Regions from separate parts of the Sus scrofa genome. Here all the other regions are linked to region 1. A link is a contact called in public Hi-C and promoter capture Hi-C data. All regions are on one chromosome and are shown on one strand. Each heading gives the region's core, a stretch centred on a gene start, on an enhancer-like site or on the middle of the called end of the contact. The rest is flanking DNA. Distances are from core to core; before and after follow the strand shown. Region 1 holds the start of ZNF583 (zinc finger protein 583). Region 2 holds the start of LOC100620869 (zinc finger protein 239). Region 3 holds the start of ZNF835 (zinc finger protein 835). Region 4 holds the start of ZNF470 (zinc finger protein 470).

Evidence for each region. Promoter capture Hi-C pulls out the DNA fragments that hold promoters and counts their contacts. A called contact is a pair of places that touch in the nucleus more often than the background predicts.
Region 2: a contact with region 1 is called in a promoter capture Hi-C map of liver, with 3 times the contacts expected there. The contact joins the promoter of LOC100620869 here to the promoter of ZNF583 in region 1. A contact is called at or near these places in 1 of 5 promoter capture datasets (liver) and 3 of 47 Hi-C or Micro-C datasets (heart right ventricle, liver and skeletal muscle).
Region 3: a contact with region 1 is called in a Hi-C map of skeletal muscle, with 4 times the contacts expected there. The contact joins the promoter of ZNF835 here to the promoter of ZNF583 in region 1. A contact is called at or near these places in 4 of 47 Hi-C or Micro-C datasets (heart right ventricle, liver, skeletal muscle and 1 more) and 2 of 2 datasets of contacts at active chromatin or transcription factors (alveolar macrophages and skeletal muscle).
Region 4: a contact with region 1 is called in a Hi-C map of liver, with 8 times the contacts expected there. The contact joins the promoter of ZNF470 here to the promoter of ZNF583 in region 1. A contact is called at or near these places in 2 of 47 Hi-C or Micro-C datasets (liver and skeletal muscle).

The regions. Positions count from the first base shown.
Region 1 is chr6:60,719,946-60,722,645 of Sscrofa11.1, forward strand. ZNF583 (zinc finger protein 583) reads right to left here and starts at 1,350. Exons shown (of 4, transcript XM_021095099.1): 1 at 1,255-1,350. It overlaps ZNF582 (zinc finger protein 582), which reads left to right and starts at 1,100. Exons shown (of 5, transcript XM_021095108.1): 1 at 1,100-1,622.
Region 2 is chr6:60,587,871-60,590,644 of Sscrofa11.1, forward strand. LOC100620869 (zinc finger protein 239) reads left to right here and starts at 1,295. Exons shown (of 3, transcript XM_005664876.3): 1 at 1,295-1,504.
Region 3 is chr6:60,939,225-60,941,924 of Sscrofa11.1, forward strand. It overlaps ZNF835 (zinc finger protein 835), which reads right to left and starts at 1,388. Exons shown (of 2, transcript XM_021095092.1): 1 at 1,223-1,388. The coding sequence starts at 1,254.
Region 4 is chr6:60,879,619-60,882,318 of Sscrofa11.1, forward strand. It overlaps ZNF470 (zinc finger protein 470), which reads right to left and starts at 1,418. Exons shown (of 3, transcript XM_013998861.2): 1 at 1,337-1,418.

The sequences.
Region 1 (2,700 bases), core at 100-2,599:
TATTATGAAAAAGAACCTACAAAGTTGAGTTTAGGGATTGCTTGCATTTTTTTTTTTTTGGCTTTTTGTCTTTATACAATAGAAATATAGGCTCCTTATCTGAGATATATAAAGTTGTAAAAACTTTTGTCATTTTTCTTTTGCCTTTGCTTATGGTGTATTTTGCCTTACAAAGTGCTTTAGCTTTGTGTTCCCAAGTGTAGCAGTCTTTTCTTGTATTAAGTTTGGATTTTTAAGTCGTAATTAGAAAGCCTTTCCACACACTCAGGTTATAATGGAATTCACCTCTGTACTTGTCTGCTATTTGTACGGTTTAATTTAGAACTCTGATAAAGTTGGTGATTATACTTTTGTATGATATGAAGCATGAATACACTTTAATTTTTTCCCCAATGGTTATCCAGTTATTCCTCAGGGTTGCTCATTAAGAAGTCCATTTCTGGAGTTTCTGTGGTGGCTCAGCGGTTAAGGAACCCAACCAGTATCCATGAGGACACGTGTTCGATCCCTGGCCTTGCTCAGTGGGTTAGGGCTCCTGTGTTACCATGAGCTGTGGTGTAGGTCGCAGAGGCGGCTTGGAGCCTGCCTTGCTGTGGCTGTGGCGCAGGCCAGAGGCTGTAGCTCCTATTCGACTCCTAGCCTGGGAACTTCCATATGCTTCAGGTGCGGCCCTAAAAAGATACACACAAAAAAGTCCATTTTTATCCCAATGACTTGCTACCCTTATCATACAGTCTGCTTCTCTGTTTAATATTTCCAGGCTTTCTCTCCTAGCTGACAACTCATGGACTAATACCCCAGCTACCATCATAGACTTCTTGGCCGCTCTGGGGGCATGTGGAGTTTCCTGGGACTGGGACTGGGACTGAAACTCCACCGCGGCCGAGACCTATACCGCCCGAGCCGCCGCGCAGAATTCCTTAACCCACTGCACCGGGCAGGGATCGACCCGGCGCCTCCACGGCGACCCCAGCCACGCCGTGGGACTCAACTCGCCTCGCCACAGCGAGGGAACTCTTGTGCAAGATGTTGTAAAATTGGTTACGGAACCAACTCCAGGGCTTTTACCTCCCTCCAGAACATCTGGTAAAATGCCTGCTGCACGGTCCGGACGACTCAACACGTGAGAAGAAACTTCGCACATATACCGCCTCTGCAGCCACACACAGACGTCTGCCCGGCGCTGAACGGTCCCAGCCACACACTCAACCACCGAGTCAGAACACGCACCACCACGGCCGCTCACACACTCACCTGCCGTCGGAGAGACGACCACGCGCGGACAACAAGCGCAACACACAACTTCACGCAGCAGCCTGTGGACACAGCGCACCCCGTCCCATCCCAGACGGTCTCTTTCTCTCACACACAGACACACGCACGGACCCGCCCACCAGAAACATCGCGAGATCTTGCCTTGCGGTTTGGTTACTGCCTTTGGGCCTGGAGACTACGTTTCCCAGAAGCAACTGCGGCGCTGTTCCAATCGGGACGCAGCATCGGCGGTGCTTTGTGCGTCTGCGCCATCTTCCGGCTCCCGACTCCGCTGGTTTCTAGGAGGAAGCGCCCCGAGGCTAGAGTGGGCGCGGCAGCGGGGGCATCTGGATCCAAAGAGGCGGCAGGTGAGGGGCTCCGGAGCTCGCCAGGTGTTGTAGGATCCGCGCGGGAGCGAGCTCCACGACCAGGCAGGTCTCGGGCTTAAGCAGAACCGGAACGTCTTACCCCCACGTAAGTCAGCGGCTTTCCTCGCTCTGGACTACATTTCCCATCGGCCCCCGCAGCGCGCCCTGCTGGCGCCCCCTACCTGCAGTCGAGCTCATAGCCCGGGTGCATGGATCCCTAAGGTGGGTGTGTCTCTTGGAGGGTCCTGAACTCCAGAAAATGCTTGCTTATGGATGTTTTGCATTTATTCTTAACGTAGTTGTTTTTTTTTTTTTTAAATCTTTGACGAAGTGAGTTGCAAGACCCCAGAAGATTTGGAACCACTAGTTTATTCCGCAGCATAGTGAGGTTCCCAGACTAGGGGTTTAATCCGATCTGTAACTGCCGGCCTACAGCCACAGCCACGCCAGATCCCAGCCGCTACTGCGACCTACGCCCCAGCTCAGGGCAACGCCAAATCCTTAACCCAATGAGCAAGGCCAGGGATCAAACCCCCATCCTCAGGATACTAGTCGGGTTGGTTAATCACCGAGCCATGACGGGAACTCCGGAACGGCTAGTTTAGAAGCTGTGACATGTTTGAACATTTTACCGGATCTTGTTCAAAATTTGTTCAACCTTGGGGAAACGGTTGGGTAAATCACAGGCCAGCCCTATAATAGAATATTTACAGCTGATACATATAATGCTTAAAAAAAAAAGTGGTCACGAGGAAAAAGACCTGTTATGTGCTATTAGGAAACATTTATCATTATTTCATTTACACACTACTTAGAATTAAATATTTGTAACACTCCAGGCACTCTAAGTTTTTATGAAATGAGCCTCCGCATCTTAATACTCAATACATCTTAATACTCAATGTTTTCCATTCTGGTTTTGGTTTCGTTGGGGAGGAGGGGCAGTTAGCCTGGGCATGGGTGGGTTTGACGTCTTTTTGTTGTTGCTTTTGTTTTATGGCCGCACTCTTGGCATATGGAAGTTCCTGGGCTAGGGACTGAATCCAAACTAGGGGTGTGACCTGCACAATGGCAACCA
Region 2 (2,774 bases), core at 45-2,544, 130 kb before region 1:
CCCCCGCCCCGCCCCAGGAGATATTTATCAATCTCTGGGAATGATTTTGGTTATCAGGACTAGGGGGCAGGGTGGGGTGTGGCTCCTGGCAGCGGTGGGTGGAGGCCAGGGGTGCTGCTCTACACCCTACAGTACACAAGCCCCACTCCCAAATGTCAACAACGCCGAGACTGAGAAACACTGGTTCCCTTTCAGAGTTTCCTCGCTGAAAACAGCCGTCCCCTACCTTGTTCCCTGCTGTCTCCATGGCAACGGGGCATTTTGTAATGAACTGCTGAATGACTAGATGAAGGCCCAGGCGGTCAAGGGGATGCAGGGGTGCTCTTGAGACCCCATAGTGGCCTAGGTTGTCAGGCCTGAAGGTCTCCAACCAAACTGGGAATAAAAAATAACAATAAACAAAAACGAGCCAATGAATCCGGTGAAGGCTCTGAGTAGTTGCTAGAAAGCAGGCACCCAGGCACGATCATTTTCTATAGACTATTTCAAGAAAGCTTCCCAGAGAGTTTCTGCTGAGGTTCAGCGGTAAGAACCCGACTAAGTATCCAAGAGGACGCTGGTTCGATGCCTGGCCCCGCTCAGCGGGTTAAGAACCCGCCTTGCTGTGGCTGAAGCTCCGATTGGGCCCCTAGCCTGGGAACTTCCATATACTGCCGGTTGGACTCTAAGAAAAAAAAAAGCAAGCTTGCCAGATCCCAGGCCGGCAGCCCACAAACGCCCACTCCCCAAGCATCCTCCCACAACCCGCCCAAACACAAGTTCACAAGTGATGGGCGAACCTCCCCCACAAATGACCCCAAGGCCAACGAAAGGGCCCGGACACCGTGGCAAGACCAGGCAAGCAGTGCCAGAGAAAGAAAACGGGAACGCTGGATCGGGGGTCTTTCTCACTTCCACCGGCGACCTAGTTGCTCGGTGACCACTGCCTGATCTTGTTGCGGGCTCCCTGCCCCGCCGCAGCGTGCGGTACTACAACTCCCAAAAGTCTCTGCGACCATTTTCCTCCTCCCCTCCCTCCCCCTCCTTCCCGCTTCCCTAGAAAATAAGTTGGTGGAACCATTCGCCAGAGCTTTCTAGCCACGAAGTCATCCTTGAATATAAGATTTTTATCATGTTCTTCTTTTTATGGAAAAGGGCACTCTCGTTGTCTCCTCCCCTTTTAAACTACAATACCCAGAAGTCTCTGGCCCTCAGGCTGAAAGTTGCCTTGGAGACAGAGAGAGACGCCGGAAGCCAGAGAATGAGGCGGGGCCAGGGTAAAAGAAGGATTCCGATTGGTGGAGTCGTCATAGCGCTGGCTTTGAAGGACAGGTCAAGGGGTGCGCGTGCGCCGTGCGTTGGCCCAGCGCGCGTTCTCGGTCGGCCGAGTCTGGGGGTCCTCAAGCCCCCCGCGACACGACGCTGTCGCAGGTTGCGCTGGGCAAAGGCGAAGCCTGCGCAAACCAGACGCTCCGGCCGCGTTTCCTTGGCCGGAAGTGCGCGCTCCATAGAAGTGTCCCGGGAGGTAAGTGCGATCCGTAGATTCCCCAGCCCCGGTTTCTGAATCAGCTTACATGTTTCCATGGTAACAGCCCCCCCGCATGTGACATCATAGCTTCCTTTGGGAAAAGATGGGACAGATTTGAAGGGCTTGCGGATAATGAGCCGCTGCCCCCTCCAACGGGCGGCCTACCCTGTACCCCTAGTTTCTTCTGCTTTGGGCCTGTTTCCCCTGCTTTGCGAAGTGACCTTTGGAGCCCCTTCCGCCGCCCTCAGTAGCTCTTGGACCCTGGTCGAGGTACACTAGCGCTGTGCCTCAGTTTCGCCATCCGTAAAAGGAGGAGGATGCTAGAATTTGACTCCTAGAGAAGGTTGCTGTGAGGATTAAAGAGCCTTGAGATGGTGCGCCGCACACAATAGCCACTCAAGTGTTAGCGTCTCTGACTGTCATCGTGATCATTGTTCCCTTGGGTTTTGGACAGGTCCCTCCCCTGCTCTGGGGTCTCATGGTTGACTTGCAAACTGGGTGCTTTGGGGGTTGTGTGTGTGTGTCTTTCTTCAGAGCCTCACCCGTGACATATGAAAGTTCCCAGGCCAGGTGATCTAATAGGAGCTGCAGCTACCAGCCTACACCACAGCCACAGCCACGCCAGATTCCAGCTGCATCTGTGACCTACACTGCAGCTCACGTCAATGCCAAATCCTTAACCCGCTGAGCCTGAGCGAGGCCAGGGATGCAACCTGCGTCCTCATGGTTATGGCTTGAACCTAGCCAGAATCTAGATTGAGACTTGAACCCATCTGCTGGGACTCAAACCCAGCCTAAACCCAGATTGGGACCTGAACCCACAGTTTTTAAATTAGAATCACTTACCCAGTGTCTGGACTTACTGATGTTCAGTTTCTGTATGCCTCCACGCAGAATGAATTCAGCGAGACACAAACTGACAGGCAAGAAATAGATTTATTAAGATAGGATGCCTGTGGAGTTACCATCGTGGCACAAGGGAAACGAATCCGATTGGGAACCATGAGGTGTGGGTTCGATCCCTGGCCTCCCTCAGTGGGTGAAGGACCCGGCGTTGCCCTGAGCTGTGGTGTAGGTCATAGATGTGGCTTGGATCTGGCGTTGCTGTGGCTCTGGCGTAGGCCAGCAGCAACAGCTCCAATTCGAGCCCTGGCCTGGGAACCTCCATATGCCGTGGGTGCAGCCCTAAAAAGCAAAAATTAAAAATTAAAAAAAAAAAAAGACAAGAAGCCTGTGAGAGATCCATGGGGACAGGCAAGGAGGCTTT
Region 3 (2,700 bases), core at 138-2,637, 220 kb after region 1:
CCCACCTCGCAGGTTTGAGAGGATCAGGCCCTGTCCATGTGACTCTGGCTGTGGCCCCTGTCCTGGCAACCATGCCTCAGTGGGTCCAGTCAGCATCAGTGGGAGAAAGAAACAGGGACCCATGAAGATGCTGGGGTAGAGGCAGGTGGGTGGGTGGAATACGGACTCAGGGTATTTCCTCTGTGTGTGTGTGTGGCGGGGGGGGGGGAGGTAAGTGGATTCAGGGCGGGGTAAACCTGGGCGTGTCAGGTACACAAACAGGCCACCGAAGGGGAGACACAGACATGCTCAGTGGCAGACACACAAATGGAGTTGCACACAATGACACCATGGGGGTGGGAGTTACATCACCCCCCTCCTTGGCACTCTCATGGCCTTATACAGTCACCCATATGCTGTGGCAGTCTTCCCCACACAAGGAGGCAGGCAGTCTGGCACACCCACACAACTCCAAGCGCACCTGCCCCAGGCACACACACAACAAAGTCACACAAGCCGCTCTGCTCGACAGGCAGGCTCTGCCTGGGACATCACCCACAGTGGCAAACCCGGCCACACACACAGTCACGCAGCAGGCAGAGCTTCACACATGCCCAGAGCCACAAGTGTGCGGGGGCTCCAGACACACACACACACAGAGCAACCCCATGCTCTCAGTGTCTCTCATAAACACCCCGTGCACAGCCTTCCACATGCCGTCACACTCAGGCACACTCATACCATCCGGCACACCAGCCAATCCATCTACATTGCTGCACACCAAGAACAAGTTGCACACGTGCCCAAAATCACACATAGAGGACCCCAAATACCTAACACACACTCAAATTCATAGGCACAGGCCACCTGGGTCAGGCACGTGCAAACATACAGTGACACCTGGGTACGGACTCACACGAAGTCACAGGCACAGGTGCACGGGCTCAAAGTTCTGGAGTGATAGCTCACAGTGACGGGCGGACCTACACACACAGCGACACAGTTACACGCCCGCACCGGCACAAAGCAGTGGAGAGGCTCGAGGGGCGGGCCTCGCAAGCACAGGCACAGGGGGAGTCGAGGACGCACCTCGACACACAGACACGAGAGCACCCAGGCGCACACGCACTCACGCATGCGCACACCACACACCGGCGCGCTCGCCTCGGGGACCAGCTCCGAAGGCCGCTGGCGGCTCCCGCCGGGCCTGGTGGGCTCAGGTCGCCACAGTCTCTCGCCCTACCCGGCCCACGCGGACCCTCGGTGACCTCTCATTCTGTGGTGGTGCGGACGCGCCCGCCACTCAGGTCAAGGTGGCAGCCGTTACAGAAGAGCCCAGGCGCCAGACCGACCCAGAGAATTGCAGCCGGCTCCGGGAGCCCAAAGACTACAACTCCCAGAAGGCGCCGCGCTGCGCCTGCACAGAGACTCAGTTCCGCTGTATGGGCGTCCCTGAAACTACAACTCCCAGAAGGCCATGCGTCTGACTGGACTCTGCCTTCACGGAGCCCGGGGGAGGGCAAGGAGGTTGGGGGCGGGTCTTGGGCTGGTCTACCCCGAGCTCCGTCCACCACGCCGGGGCGCGATAGTGGGCGTGGCCAGTAATATGGAGGCGGGGCTCTTCTTCCTCAAGGAAGGGGCGGAGAGGAAGTAGGTATGAGAGACCCTTAGGATCAGAGAGGCTAAGTGAGTCACCCTGGGCCACACAGCACAGAAAGGGCCAGAGCGGGAGTTTGCAATCCTATTATACATGTATATATGCAAAGATCTTTCAACTACTCCTCAAGTGATGTAATTTCCAGACCTTTGCTGTCCAGGTCAGCCATTTTCACTCATAGTTACTCTCATGTTTATCATATTAAAATATATTCTCAAGTATAGCTTGAATCTCTATTCTTGGTAAAAAGACGTCCAAGGTTGGCAAGTAGTTGAATTGCACCTTACATGTATTTAGCCAATCCTCAGCTGAAGAACATTTATGTGACGTCCACATTCTCTTTGCGGCAAATGATGATCCTGTTGACATCTGGTTTTTCTCAGTTTTAAAAAAAGGTGATAAAATAAACAGAATCAGTCAGGGTCCTCCAGAGAAACAGAAGCAGTTGTGTGTGTGTACATCTATATCCATACACATATGTATTGATATCTATCCGTTGTCTATTATTTATCAAGAGATTGAGATTTCTTTTAAGGAATTGGCTTGCACAGTTGTGGGAATGGGTCAGTTTAGAATTTGTAGGGCTGGCCAACAGCTGGAAACACAGGGAACAGATGTGGCCGTCCTGAGACAGAATTTCTTCCCTGGGAAATCTCAGTTGTTGTTCCTAAGGCTTTCAACGGATTGGATGAGGCCCGCCCCACATTATCGAGGGTTGTCTTAAAGCAAACTGAGGTTCAGAGTGAACCTCTTTTATTAATTAATTAATTAATTAATTAATTTATCTTTTCTAGGGCTGCACCCATGGCATATGGAGGTTCCCAGGCTAGGGGTCCAATTGGAGCTGTAGCCGCCAGCCACAGCAACGCCAGATCTGAGCGGTGTGTGCAACTTACACCACAGCTCACGGCAACGCTGGATCCTTAACCCACTGAGCAAGGCCAGGGATCGAACCCGAAACCTCATGGTTCCTAGTCGGATTCGTTCACCACTGAGCCACAACGGGAACTCCGAAGTGAACCTCTTTTACAGAAGAACTTCAGAGAGACACCTGCATCTGCATT
Region 4 (2,700 bases), core at 168-2,667, 160 kb after region 1:
AAAAGGATTTCCCATTTGTCTGGTGGCTAAGCGTGGGAGCTCTGGAACCCAGACGCCTGGGTGGCGAGTTTGGTCACTCACTTAAATCACTGAGCCTTGGTTTCCCCATGTGTGAAATGCGGATGATGAGGTCCTTACCCTGGAGTTACTGGGAGTCTTATAAATGAGGTAGTCCCCACAAAATGCCCAAAATAGCACAATACACAATACACATTCCATAAACAAATCAACCCTGGTCAGGAGGTTGTAGGGGTCTCTGATCCTCATTTAAGAAGACTTTTGAGAGGCAATAGAAGAAACAGCCTCCCCATCCCCTATCTTGTCACCCACACACTTCCTGCCCCCTCAACCTTCCAGATTCTCCCATGAGCCAGAGAAGGCTCTGAGGGGCAGGAAGAGGCTGGGGAATCTGAGGACCCCAGGCCAGGAGACCTGCTGGGCAGATGAGACAGGGGGACACCTGGATGACATCCTCACTCAGAGACACTGAGGACAGAAATACAGGCAGACACACGCACACAACCAATGAAGGATGTGGACATAGGCAGTCACCCAGAGACAACCCCTCACAGGGACAGGCAAGACTAGACACAGAGTACACCCACGGAGACCAAGGCTGGTAGGCTCGCTCACACACACACACACACACACACGGGATATTCCTCGGCCTTCACAAAGAAGGAGATCCACACAAACAGATGTCAAAGGTTCAGTCTCGGGCCAACACACGTGCACACAGGTTCACCCCCTTCTGCATCCCATGAGACTGTCGGGGTAAACTTCCTGCACGCCTCTTCACAGCCCTCTCTCTGAGCCGGCACGTCTCCCCTCAGGCCGAACATCCTCTCCTCAACCCTCAATTCCCTCCCCCAGAGCCTTCACATCCCTCCCCACGCCCCCTCCCCTCGGTCTGCAAGCACCTGCCTCTCTCCTCTCCTCAGTCCATAATCCCCTTTCCTGAGCCTGACCGCCCCTCCCCTCAGTCAGCACGTCCCCCGCTGGCCCTCACGCCCACCCCTCAGTCAGCACGTCCCCCGCTGGCCCTCACGCCCTCCCCTCAGTCAGCACGTTCCTCGCTGGCCCTCACGCCCACCCCTCAGTCAGCACGACCCCCGCTGGCCCTCACGCCCACCCCTCAGTCAGCACGACCCCCGCTGGCCCTCACGCCCTCCCCTCAGTCAGCACGACCCCCGCTGGCCCTCACGCCCTCCCCTCAGTCAGCACGACCCCCGCTGGCCCTCACGCCCTCCCCTCAGTCAGCACGACCCCCGCTGGCCCTCACGCCCTCCCCTCAGTCAGCACGCCACCTCTCCGCCCTGCCCGGGGCCGGACTCACCAGCGCTGCTCTGTCCGGACAACGACCGGCGCCCTAGGCCCTCCGGGTCGCACTGCGCCTGCGCGGTCGGGAGGACTACACTTCCCAAAAGCCCGCGCGCCTCCGCCTCCGCTCAGGCCTCAGCACCCACGGAGCCGAGCAGGCCCGAGCCCCGACCGCGCGCCTCCATCTCCCAGAGGCCCCCGCGGCAGCGGAACCACGGCCAAACGGGATGGGGGTGTGGCTGGTGATTGAGGGAAGGAAGGGGAGGAAGAAGGAGAAAAAGCGGAGGTGGGGAGGGATTGCTCTGGGAGGGAGGGGGGACCATACTCCGGACTTCCGGGCTGGACTGAGGGACCATCCTGGGCATCTTTTCCTTTTCTTTTTCTTTCTTTCAGAAAACTCCCCTATTTTTATTATTATTTTTTGGCACATCCACGGCATGCGGGGTAAAGCAGTGACAATACCAGATCCTTCACCCACCGAGCAGCCAGGGAACTCCGCGGGCAACCTTCTTGAGTGTGATAATCATGCTGATTTGTAGAAAATTTATAAAGCATACAGGATTTATAAAGCATACAGAGACAAGAAGTAGCAAGTCATCATAAGAAAAAAAAAAATTCCCCTTTTCTGAGTTTCCTATATGCCAGCTCCTGTTTTTGGCTTTTTATGATTTTTGAACCACGTATTTAATCCTTACAATTAAGCAACTTTCCAGACGAGGACAGTGGTGCCTACAAGGGAGGTGGCACCAGAGACCAGTTGGGGAGCTGGGGTAGGGATCTGGCTTCCTGGCTGGGACTCTTACACCATAAACCACAAGGCCAAGTACAAAAACACTTGCTGAATGTTTGAATGGCCACAAAAATGGAAACAGCAGCTAGTCTTAAATGGTGATTATGACTTTAAATATTTTATTTTGAGATAAATATAATCCACATGCAGTTGTAAAAAACACAGGAACTGGAGTTCCTGTTGTGGTGCAGTGGAAACAAATCCGACTAGTATCCATGAGGTTCGATCCCTGCCCTCACTCAGTAGGTTGGGGATACGGTGTTGCCATGAGCTGTGGTGTAGTTTGTAAACCTGGCTTGGATCCAACGTTGCTGTGGCATAGGTGGGCAGCTGTAGCTCTGATTGGACCCCTAGCTTGGGAACTTCCATGTGGTGTGGCTGTGGCCCAAAAAGCAACAAACAAAAACCACTTATAGGAAACATTTATGCATTAATGTGGTACATTTGTTACAATTAATGAATCAATATTGATATATTATTAGTACCTAAACTCCATAGTTTACATTAAGGTTACTCTTTGTGTTGTACACTTATGTGGGTTTTGAGAAATGTATAAGAATATGTATCCATTACAGTAGTACATAGAATAG